3 separate regions of the Gossypium arboreum genome follow, and regions 1 and 3 are each linked to region 2. A link is a contact called in public Hi-C data. All regions are on one chromosome and are shown on one strand. Each heading gives the region's core, a stretch centred on a gene start, on an enhancer-like site or on the middle of the called end of the contact. The rest is flanking DNA. Distances are from core to core; before and after follow the strand shown. Region 1 holds the start of LOC108486465 (FT-interacting protein 3-like). Region 2 holds the start of LOC108486139 (4-alpha-glucanotransferase DPE2). Region 3 holds the start of LOC108486326.

What was found. A called contact is a pair of places that touch in the nucleus more often than the background predicts.
Region 1: a contact with region 2 is called in a Hi-C map of leaf, with 2.6 times the contacts expected there. The contact joins the promoter of LOC108486465 here to the promoter of LOC108486139 in region 2. A contact is called at or near these places in 2 of 5 Hi-C or Micro-C datasets (both in leaf).
Region 3: a contact with region 2 is called in a Hi-C map of leaf, with 2.5 times the contacts expected there. The contact joins the promoter of LOC108486326 here to the promoter of LOC108486139 in region 2. A contact is called at or near these places in 2 of 5 Hi-C or Micro-C datasets (both in leaf).

Annotation. Positions count from the first base shown.
Region 1 is chr6:85,865,971-85,869,591 of ASM2569848v2, forward strand. LOC108486465 (FT-interacting protein 3-like) reads left to right here and starts at 1,761. Exons shown (of 3, transcript XM_053029544.1): 1 at 1,761-1,969; 2 at 2,084-2,161; 3 at 2,734-3,621. The coding sequence starts at 2,738.
Region 2 is chr6:85,080,850-85,084,191 of ASM2569848v2, forward strand. LOC108486139 (4-alpha-glucanotransferase DPE2) reads right to left here and starts at 1,470. Exons shown (of 24, transcript XM_053030189.1): 1 at 1,290-1,470; 2 at 1,136-1,210; 3 at 285-644. The coding sequence starts at 638.
Region 3 is chr6:85,616,366-85,619,640 of ASM2569848v2, forward strand. LOC108486326 reads left to right here and starts at 1,723. Exons shown (of 12, transcript XM_017790323.2): 1 at 1,723-2,281; 2 at 2,390-2,530; 3 at 3,254-3,275. The coding sequence starts at 2,159.

The sequences.
Region 1 (3,621 bases), core at 511-3,010, 790 kb after region 2:
TATCTCGTTTCACATATAACACAAGTTATTATTATTTCTTAATTCGCTTATTCATTTTATCATTAGGCGACCATGTCACCATAACACTTTCCAGGTAATTTATGTCATGTATTTCCAAATTACCGATAGGTCATTTTACATATATGGCTTGTTAAATAATTCATTATCTCATGATTTGCATAGCATTTGAGTTCTCATTTTCACAGATCTTACTTATCACATTTGACAAAAACTTCTCTTAGCCATATATTAATCTTATATTTTCAACATTTTACTTTATTAAACATATTAACACGTGTGTTCATTCCAATCATAACTTATGCCATGACATTTATTTTCTCAAAACATAATACCAATCTTATTTTTATACAAATTAAACTAAGGTTATTAGTGTTACCATTTCTCTTCCCCATTTATCACAACACATCAAATCATATTTTCACACATTTTAACACATAATTTATTTAATCATTTATTTCAGTAATGATCATATTCCATAATCACATCATTAGTGGGAAAGGTAACAAATCCAATGATACTTATCTCTTGGATATACTTATTCTCAAAACTAAGTTTTCTACACCTTAGCTCCTCCCTCATACAAGCTTGGGGGGTTCAATTTCCACCATTCCTCTTCTCATAAATCCAAAATACAACAAAAGCATTAGTATTCAAGCTCTCATAGCTTTCTAAAAGCATCAATCACAAATATCAAAGAAAGGAATGATGGAAACATCGTTTCTTACTTTATTTGAAATTTTCTTTTTCTAGTTTCAACTTTTTTTTCATTAATCCTAAATCAAAAATGGAGAGATTTATGTGGGAAATGAGTTTAGGAGGTGATTTCCTAAGTGGTTTTAGTGAAATCTTAATATGGGAGGTTGAAATGTATGATTGATTTGAAGAAAAACACAAGGAAATGAAGAAAAGAAGGCTGGAAAAAGATGGTGAGAGTCCGCTAGTAGGGGATGACCGGGGGGTGCATTTCATCTTCTTTTTTTTCTAAAGAAAAAATATCCAAGCCAAAAGTCAAAGGTTCAAGTGAAACTATGTAAAATGTATAGTCCAAGTTCAATCTCCACGAAATATTCAGATGCAAAGACTCATATTCAATATCACTCATATAATATTTCCCAAAAAAAAAATACTTCCAGCAAAATGAGCAAAAGAACTTTATAATGTAAAATTTGCACTATAATCCTTTTCTCTAATTTTATTCTTTTCTTTAATTTTATTCTTTCATCCATTCTATTTATATTTTATTTTCTAATTGCTATCAATTTCATTCAATAATCAAAACTCAAATTTAAATCTTCAAATTCTGCTTCCACCCATGCCAATGTGAATAATATCCTCTTCCAAAATAGAAACACTACCTCATGAGACAATCCTTACATGACATAATTCAAGTATCTACAATAAAAATTTTAATTAAATTGGTGTAACGGATTAATTGCATATCAATTACATTAATAAAATAAAATATTATTATTTTTCAAAATAAATTGTATGATTTTAAGAATTTTTTGTTATTTTATATTTTCATATAAAAATAAAAAATATACATATATAATAAGATTTAAACCTATACCTTTTAATTTTCATATTTATATTTTACTATTCAACTAAAAGTTTATTTATACTTTTATCAATTTTAAAGTTGGTTTTTCATTCACATAGTAGATTTACCATAATAATAACAATATAATAATAATCAGTGAAAAGAGCGAGCCAACAACACTGAGTCCGAGGTCCACCAACATCAACACAAACAAACAAAACAACCCTTCATCTCGCATGTGCCGGAACCGACAACAGTCTTCCCACGTGTGACTTTCTTTGTTTTATCTTAAGCTTCAACCCCTACGTTTTTTATACAAAATAAAATGTCTCCTGTTAATATATCTTTTTAGTTTTCATCTTTGCTCTTCTTTTTGGTGAATCAAATTAAATGGTGAAAAGAGAAAAGGTTGATACTTTGTACTTTTTATGTGTTCTTTTATTACTTTATAGATCTTTGAGTCTCACTTCCCACACCTCCCCGTTCTTATTCTTACTAGTTTCGTATTTTTTTTCTTCCAAGTTATATAAACATAAAAGATTTTCCATTTCTGCACCTTGAAGAAAGAAAGTTGGTTCTTTTTCTTGCATTCTTACAAAGGTACAACTCTTTTTCTTTTTCCTTTTAAATGACTGCTTTGATTTCAAATGTTTGTCTTCGTAGGTTTGGTTTGAGTTGTTGTTCTAACTTTGACACTATGTTTTTTCACTCTTTTAAGTCATGTAAAATGTCAATAATGCATGACAGTGATATATGGTTCGTATTTTTTTCTTTTGCTTGTAGTTAACTCCTCTTTTTTTCTTGTGTTTGGGATAACGGATTTTCTTGCTTTAGATCTGTCTGTTTCTTCTTGTATAAAACGCAGTTTTGGTTGTTTTGCTGTATATTCTGATAAATGTTTCAATTTTAATGCTGTTTGGTAACCGGGAAAATTGTTTAAAGAGCCTTCAAGTTCGCTTCTTTGATTGTTAACTGCATTGAATGCTTCTTTACTAATGATTATTGACAAGTACGTATGAACTGTTTCGCTATTATTTTACTTAGTTTTCTTCCCTTTAGCTCGGCTACCAAATGGAGCTACTAAGTTGTAAATTTGTTTATTATTATCGAAATTCTAATTTTTCTGATAACCATAGCTGCTGCTTGCACAACTGTTGAGTGTTGTTTAAAAGCAAAATGCAGAAGCCGCCGCCACAATCAGTAGACTTTGCCCTAAAGCAGACCTCACCCAACATCGGGGCCGGGGCAGTCACCGGTGATAAGCTTTCGTGCACCTATGACCTTGTGGAGCAAATGCAATACCTGTACGTTCGAGTTGTGAAGGCTAAGGATTTACCTGGAAAAGATGTCACTGGTAGCTGTGATCCTTATGTGGAGGTTAAACTTGGGAACTACAAGGGAGTAACTAAGCATTTCGAGAAGAAGAGCAATCCTGAATGGAACCAAGTATTTGGATTCTCAAAAGAAAGAATTCAAGCTTCTATTTTGGAAGTGTTTGTGAAGGACAAGGATGTTGTTGTAGATGATTTAATTGGCAGGGTTGTGTTCGATGTCAATGAAATTCCGAAGAGGGTTCCTCCCGACAGCCCATTGGCGCCACAGTGGTATAGATTGGAAGATCGAAAGGGTAATAAACCAAAGGGAGAACTCATGCTGGCTGTTTGGATGGGAACTCAAGCAGATGAGGCATTTCCGGATGCGTGGCATTCAGATGCTGCATCAGTTGGCCCAGATGGTGTTACAAACATTCGATCAAAAGTGTATCTTTCCCCCAAGCTTTGGTATGTGAGGGTGAATGTCATTGAAGCTCAAGACTTGGTACCTAGTGATAAAGGCAGGTTCCCTGAAGTATTTGTGAAAGCTGTTCTTAGAAATCAGGCTTTGAGAACTAGAATATCTCCGAGTAAGACCATCAATCCAATGTGGAATGAGGACTTGATGTTTGTAGTTGCTGAACCTTTCGAGGAGCCATTGTTTCTATCCGTGGAAGATAGGGTGGGATCGAACAAGGATGAAACCTTGGGGAAGTGTGTGATTCCTTTACAGGTGGTTCAAAGAAG
Region 2 (3,342 bases), core at 220-2,719:
CACAAGTGCAGAACAGAAGACAACTTAGTACAGTATAAACGTAAAAGGTCATATCAATCTGCACTAGAAGAACGAGAATAAGCTTATCTGTCTATTGCTCAGCAGATCTAGAACTCAACAACAATAATATGAACAACAATAATAATATATTATTCATATAGATACGGTAATATACGTACTTCCACAACAATGGGAGCAAAAACAGTGCTTAAGAAGAATATTGATCTGAAAAGCAATTGAATGAACGAAAAGAAAAGGATGGATGAATCAAATGAAAGTAGCACCTGCCAAAGATCACGAAGCTCGAGAGTATGACCCTCCGAAAGCAGGTGAGGTATTGACAACCGACGCTCGTTTCCCATCTCCCATCTCAGTACATTTTTGGCATCATCCACCACATAATAACGGTAGCCGCAACTGAATTGACATGGCACTGAAATGGTTGCAGTCCATATGAGTTGATCATCTTGATGAACAGGGCTCAGCAACAACCCTTTCTTAACGTTCCATGAACCAAGCGTTGGTTCGGAGCCGCATACCAGCAAGCTTTGGCCCCATTCCGTGTAATACGGTATTCTAAACTTGAGTTTCACAGATTTCATAGACTTCGCCGCTGAGAACAATCCCTGACTCGCCATTTCTTACTAAAATAGATTACAACCAGAATCCAAAATCAGACGTTATTTCTGAAATTTAGGAATTGAAGAAATTCAACAACACGGGTTAAACTGAGACGTGGCCAATTGCAAATTCACACAATTGGGGCCAAACAGAGAAAGAGAGTCACCTTTACTTAGATTGAAAGTAGAAAGCTATCTATCCGTCCAGTATCCTCTTAAAGGAACGGTGAAGTTGTGTGTGTATATATAATTTTTATTTTATTAAAGAGAAACAAACAAAAGAAGGCTGCGAAAGGAGTGGGTCTGTCCGCATCTATCGTCACCATGTGTAGAAAAAATCTATTTTATCATTTTCTATAGATATTTTTATTTCGAACCAGAAGAAATAAAATCTAAAAAGACGGGTGTTATTTTTTTAGTATTTTTCATTTCTGTAGACTTTTTGTTTAAAAACAATATATGTTTTTCTCTTTTTGCCAATATGAAAGTGTTGTCGGAAAGAATGTGATGCAAACCTGAAAACTTCAAATCACGTTCATTCACGAGCGACGCCGCAACCACAGCCGCACAGCTGGCTTGAAAGTTGAAAGCTGTCCTCTTAAAAGGAACGGTGAAGTTGTTAATATATATTTATTTCATAAAGGAGAAACAAAACAAAAGAAAGCTTACCGATGATTTTTGAAAATTCCATTTCTTAATTGTTTATCCATAAATGCCTGCACCGACTGTACCATCGCTTATTTCAATTATTTTGTTAGCATTTTTGCTTGGATGTAGTAGTCCTTATTCAATGCGCTAATCATAAACAATTGTTTGGTTTGTTGTAATTGCTCAATACGAGTCGAATGGAATAAATTTCTATTATCGTATGGTGTGTAATAACAATTTAGAAATTTAGGAACTGAATTAGCTATTCAATATTATCTCTAGTTACATTTTTTCCCTTTTTTAACTTCTCAACTACATTGTTTTCACTCTTCACTTCAAATTATTTCATTCTTCCTCGACTTTTTTTTCCAAAGTGAACCCTAAAAATTAGCTTATTAATTAACGACAAATCAAGCATTCACTCGCCATCTTCATATTACTTCCAATTGAACCTCATTACTATTCTTTTGTTTCTTTTGTTTCCATTTTCTTAAGCTCCACCCTAAATTTGTTTGTCTCAACAAAATCTCTCTTTTTCTTTTTTACTTCTTATAGAGTTTTATTTTATTTATTTTTCCTTAAATTATATTTTGTTGAGATCACATATCCTTTAGTTTATTAACAACAATGAATCTTTGATTAATAAATAACAGAAGAAGTAAAAAGGACGAAAATGATTAAAAAAAACCTCTGATAGGAAGAAAAGAGACGATTAGATAAGTAGAGTTAGTAGCTATAGATGAGAAAGCATCTTTGAAAATACGTTTGGTATATGTCCAATCGTACTACAACTCTTGTGTATGAACATCAATTCTTGTTTCGAAAGCTTGATTGTGCTTTGAAGATATAATTTTGTTTTGTAATTTCTATAAGTTTATCATCTGGACATGTTGCATTCTTGTGGTTTGTAATTTGTGCAAGGATTTTTGCTTTTTCTTTTTAACTTTGCATTGTGTGCTTTGAAGATATAATTTTGCTCTATGTTATGGTTAGTCTTGTTATAAAGATTGGATATTGTAATGAATTCTAGGGTAGTTAAGGGTATTTGGTTAGAGTAAGAGAGTGATTAAAACCGCGTTTAAGAGTTGCTTAAAAATGATGTTCAACACAATTCTAGGGATTTTATTGCTCATTATGTTATGATATTGAATAGGACAAGTTACTAATCAAATATATGCATCACATTCTTGTGTTGTTTATTTCTTTTCCTTTATGGTTAGTTAACTATATGGTTACATTTTTCCTTCTTTTATAATTTTGGTAATGACTAATGAGAACTTATGCATCCTGAAGAATTCTTCTGTCAAGTCTAGATGTCATCTTGCCTTACCTATATTAACTATTGCTTTATAAATGAATATGTAGGTTTTGATTGGGGGTGTTTTCAAGGTAATGAGCATGCCATTTGTATTTCACATGGAAATTAATTTGATTATAAATTATTAAGTTATTTGAACTAAGAAAACAGGTTCATTTTTAGGTGATACATGTTTTATGTTTTGTGAGATCGAAATTGTTAGTAATTATAATTTATTTTATACATGGTCGGTGTTTTTCTTCATTTATCTATGCCATCTATTGTATCGAAGATTTTACATCCTTTATCATATGTGTTGTAGTTTAGATGCTCCTTCAATTGTTACTATTTGAAATAGTAATAAATTAAGTTTTGCAATCCTCATTCTTAATTACCTTATTGAAATAGTTGTTTCATGTCCAAATATATTTTCTTTGGCACACATTTTTGAATGAGGTTATCAGGTTGCTTTAGCATATTTCTAAGTTGCAATTGGATTCTATTAGGGGGTATGAGAGTAAACCTAAACACCTTCCTTCTTATATAAGATCTTTGGTTAGTTTTATGTTTTTCCTTAAATTGTTTTTGGTCCACTTTTAGATTGCATGCTTCAAGCTGCCAAGTAAATAAAATCCTATACTTCTTGCTGAATTTGTAATGAACCGAAAGTTACGGTATCGGAAATTGAGTCTTGAGTACTATTTCCGTGAAATTTATTCATGAATATTTATTAGAAATATTTATGAATTATAGTTGAATGGTTATTTAGTGTTTAAT
Region 3 (3,275 bases), core at 473-2,972, 540 kb after region 2:
AATAAGTCTTCTAATACTTTCAAAGCAATTTCTTTTAATCGAGTTGCTACAACTATTTCTGAAAGATTCCAAGTTCAATATGATGCTAAGCATGTGAAAAATCATCTAATAGAGCGAAAGTGGTTTTGGATGGGATGATAACACGAAAATGATCACATGTGATAGAGCGACATATGATGCAGTAATGATGGTAATATATGTATATATATGTTAAATATATTTCAGTTGTTTTTACTTGTTATTCTGGTTGTGTATAATATCTAACATGCATACAAGAAGTATGAACCATTTTTGAGCAAAAGCGTTGATCATTATGATGAAATGACTTTGGTTGTTGGCAAAGATATGACGATAGGAAGTTTTGCTAGAACATTTGCTGACATAGACTTGGATGATGGTAACTAAGATTCAGTGCCTGTAGACTACAACAATGAGAAAGTTGAGGAGGTAAGAACAAAAGTATGTTCATCTAGCACAACTAAACATAAAAGAAAAAAATGCTTAAGAAAGTGTTGTCGATGAACAAATTAAATTTGCGGGTAAACAACTTGGTAAGATTGCTAATGCATTGGAACAATTTAATATGGATAAAACACCACTTCTTTAAGAAGAAGAGATGTCCATGGAAGTGGAAGGATTTGATAATGACTTCTTTCGTAGTGTGTTTAATTACCTTGTAGGTTATAAATCCGAGGCCAAAACTTTCTTAGTTAAAAGTATGAAGCATACAAAAATTTGGCTTCAAAAATTTTCTTAAGGTTGAAGATGTTGATGCTTTAATGTGGTGTAATACTAGTTATGCACTTGGACAATATTTTAGTTATCATGTGGTGTATTACTAATTATGCACTTGGATAATATTATTGATTTGTAGTATTAATAGTGATTTAGAAGCTAATTTATTATTATTCAATCTTTGTTTTTATTTTTTTATAACACAATTAAGAATCATCTATCCGCTTTTGTTGTTTTCAATTTATAACTATTACTACTCTAGTTTAATAATTGAGTACCATTATATATTTAGTTTGATGTATTTATTTATAAATAAATCATTACAATATATGTAACAATAATGTAAATATAAATTTAATAGATATAAAATAAATTCAATTAAACAATGAAAATATAATAAATTCTCAAATGTAAGCTTGTTTCATTTAAAAGCAGTTTTTATGAAATATTTTAGAAATCTACCAACAACAGAAAATATTTTGTACAGATTTATCTAAATATCAGAAAATATTAACTTTTCAAGAAAAATAAGTCGTTTTCTAGAAATCCTTTTTTAGAAACCATTTTCAATCAAACAGGCAGACCTTTAACTTCAATTTCACTTCCTTGAAAGTGTTAAAGTACTCATCACATAATGTCTTGTATGATCAGGTTTATCTTGGGTTGGCTTTCGCATAAGTAGTTAGACTTCGTAACAAATTAATTCCATCACTTAATCAAGAAAACCCCTATTTTTCAAATCCTAAAACTAATTTACATGTTTTTTTTTCTATTAAAAGGTATAAAATATATTAAAAAAATTAGCAATATTTGACTGAATTAATAGAATTAATAATAGTTTAATACATTAATATATAATGTTATTTATTAAGTTCGATTAATTTAATTAATTAATTATTAATCGAAATTTTAAAGAATCTTTAATCGATTTACGAGTGAACTAAATTAAATGAGTTGGATCAGTTAATTTAATTTTAATCGAAGTTGAGAAAAACAAAATACAAATGCAACCTGAATTCACATAAGCTGAGGGAAAACTTTTGTTGTGGAATAGAAACGGAAAGCTTCTCTTTCTTTCCCAAATAAAAACAAGAAAAAACAAAAAGCCTCCATCTTTTTCTTTACTTAGAACCGGCAAATACCGCTTTATGCTCAAAATTTTCTTTCTTCTTTTTGTCTGGTGGTTCAGATTTTCTATGGGATAATCTAACTGGTAATATATTTGTGAGCCCACTGAAGGCTCGTTTTTGGTAGCTCGTGTTAGAATTTTCTGCGTCTCGCTCAACTTCCAAGCACATTTTTTTCCTCTTACCACATTGCAGTTGCAGTCGACTTCAAACTTCAAACTCCAAACTCCCACATAACAAAATCGTAAAAGGTCGATCTATCTAAATTTTTGCTAAAAAAGTAAGATCCTTCAAAAATGGCTACCCTTCCACAAATCGCGGTTCTGGGGGCTGGAATATTTGTAAAAACTCAATACATCCCGAGACTCGCCGAGATCTCACATCTCTTCTGCCTCAAATATATCTGGAGCCGTTCAGAGGTTTCTTTTTCCCCTTTCTTCTTACTCAATATTTTGAAAATGTATATATATTTGTATTCTTTTTGCTGTATTTGAAATAGTAATGATGTTGTGGTTCATACCGAGAAGGAATCTTCGAGAGGAGCTGTTGAGATAGCCAAACAGCATTTTCCTGGAGTGGAATGTAAATGGGGAGACCAAGGTCTAAACGACATCGTGCAGGATTCTTCTCTTATTGGTACTGCTGTCGTTTTGGCTGGCCAAGTTCAGGTTCTTTATTTTCCCATTTCTTCAACATTATTTTATCCCTGAACTTTCATTGCGTTTATGTAATTTGTAATACGAGTCATCTAAGTAACAATAAAAAAGAAAAAAAAGGAAAACATAGAGATCAACCATCTGTTGTGGTAGAATTCAGATGTGGATCTTGCTAATCAATGCCTTGAGGGAACTGGCTTTGATTTCTTTCTTTAAAAAATATCTTCATGAAATGTAGCGATGTATGAGCAGTTATTCATAAAAGATGAAAATATTTCTTTGGTATTGCTTTCATAAGTACCCTTAATGAATCTGTAAAATGACAAAAAAAATCATCTTAAGGTGAGTGTTCTTGTGGTTTTGGTACTTTGGTAGATAACAGATCACATCAAATCATGAAAACATAACTTCTAGCCCAAACTTTGAATGTTCATAATTTCTAGTCATTATTTTCAAGTTCTATAATTGTTTTTCTACCTTCATTCTTTATCTGCATTTTGATCTAACATTTTAGTCAATAGTATAACTCTTTACATATGTCTGTCTCTGTCTAAAGTAAATTTTCATGTGAAACTTGTATTTTTACAATATAGAGGATGGCTTAGAAAATTAATAGGGAAGAGACCAGGGTTTGATTCCAACTCCTAATGGGAGATAATTTTATAAGGTATTAATATTATGAACATTAGTCTATCGTTGTTGGTTATTTGCTTACATATGAATTAAACCATGCAGGTAGATATCTCGCTAAAGTTGC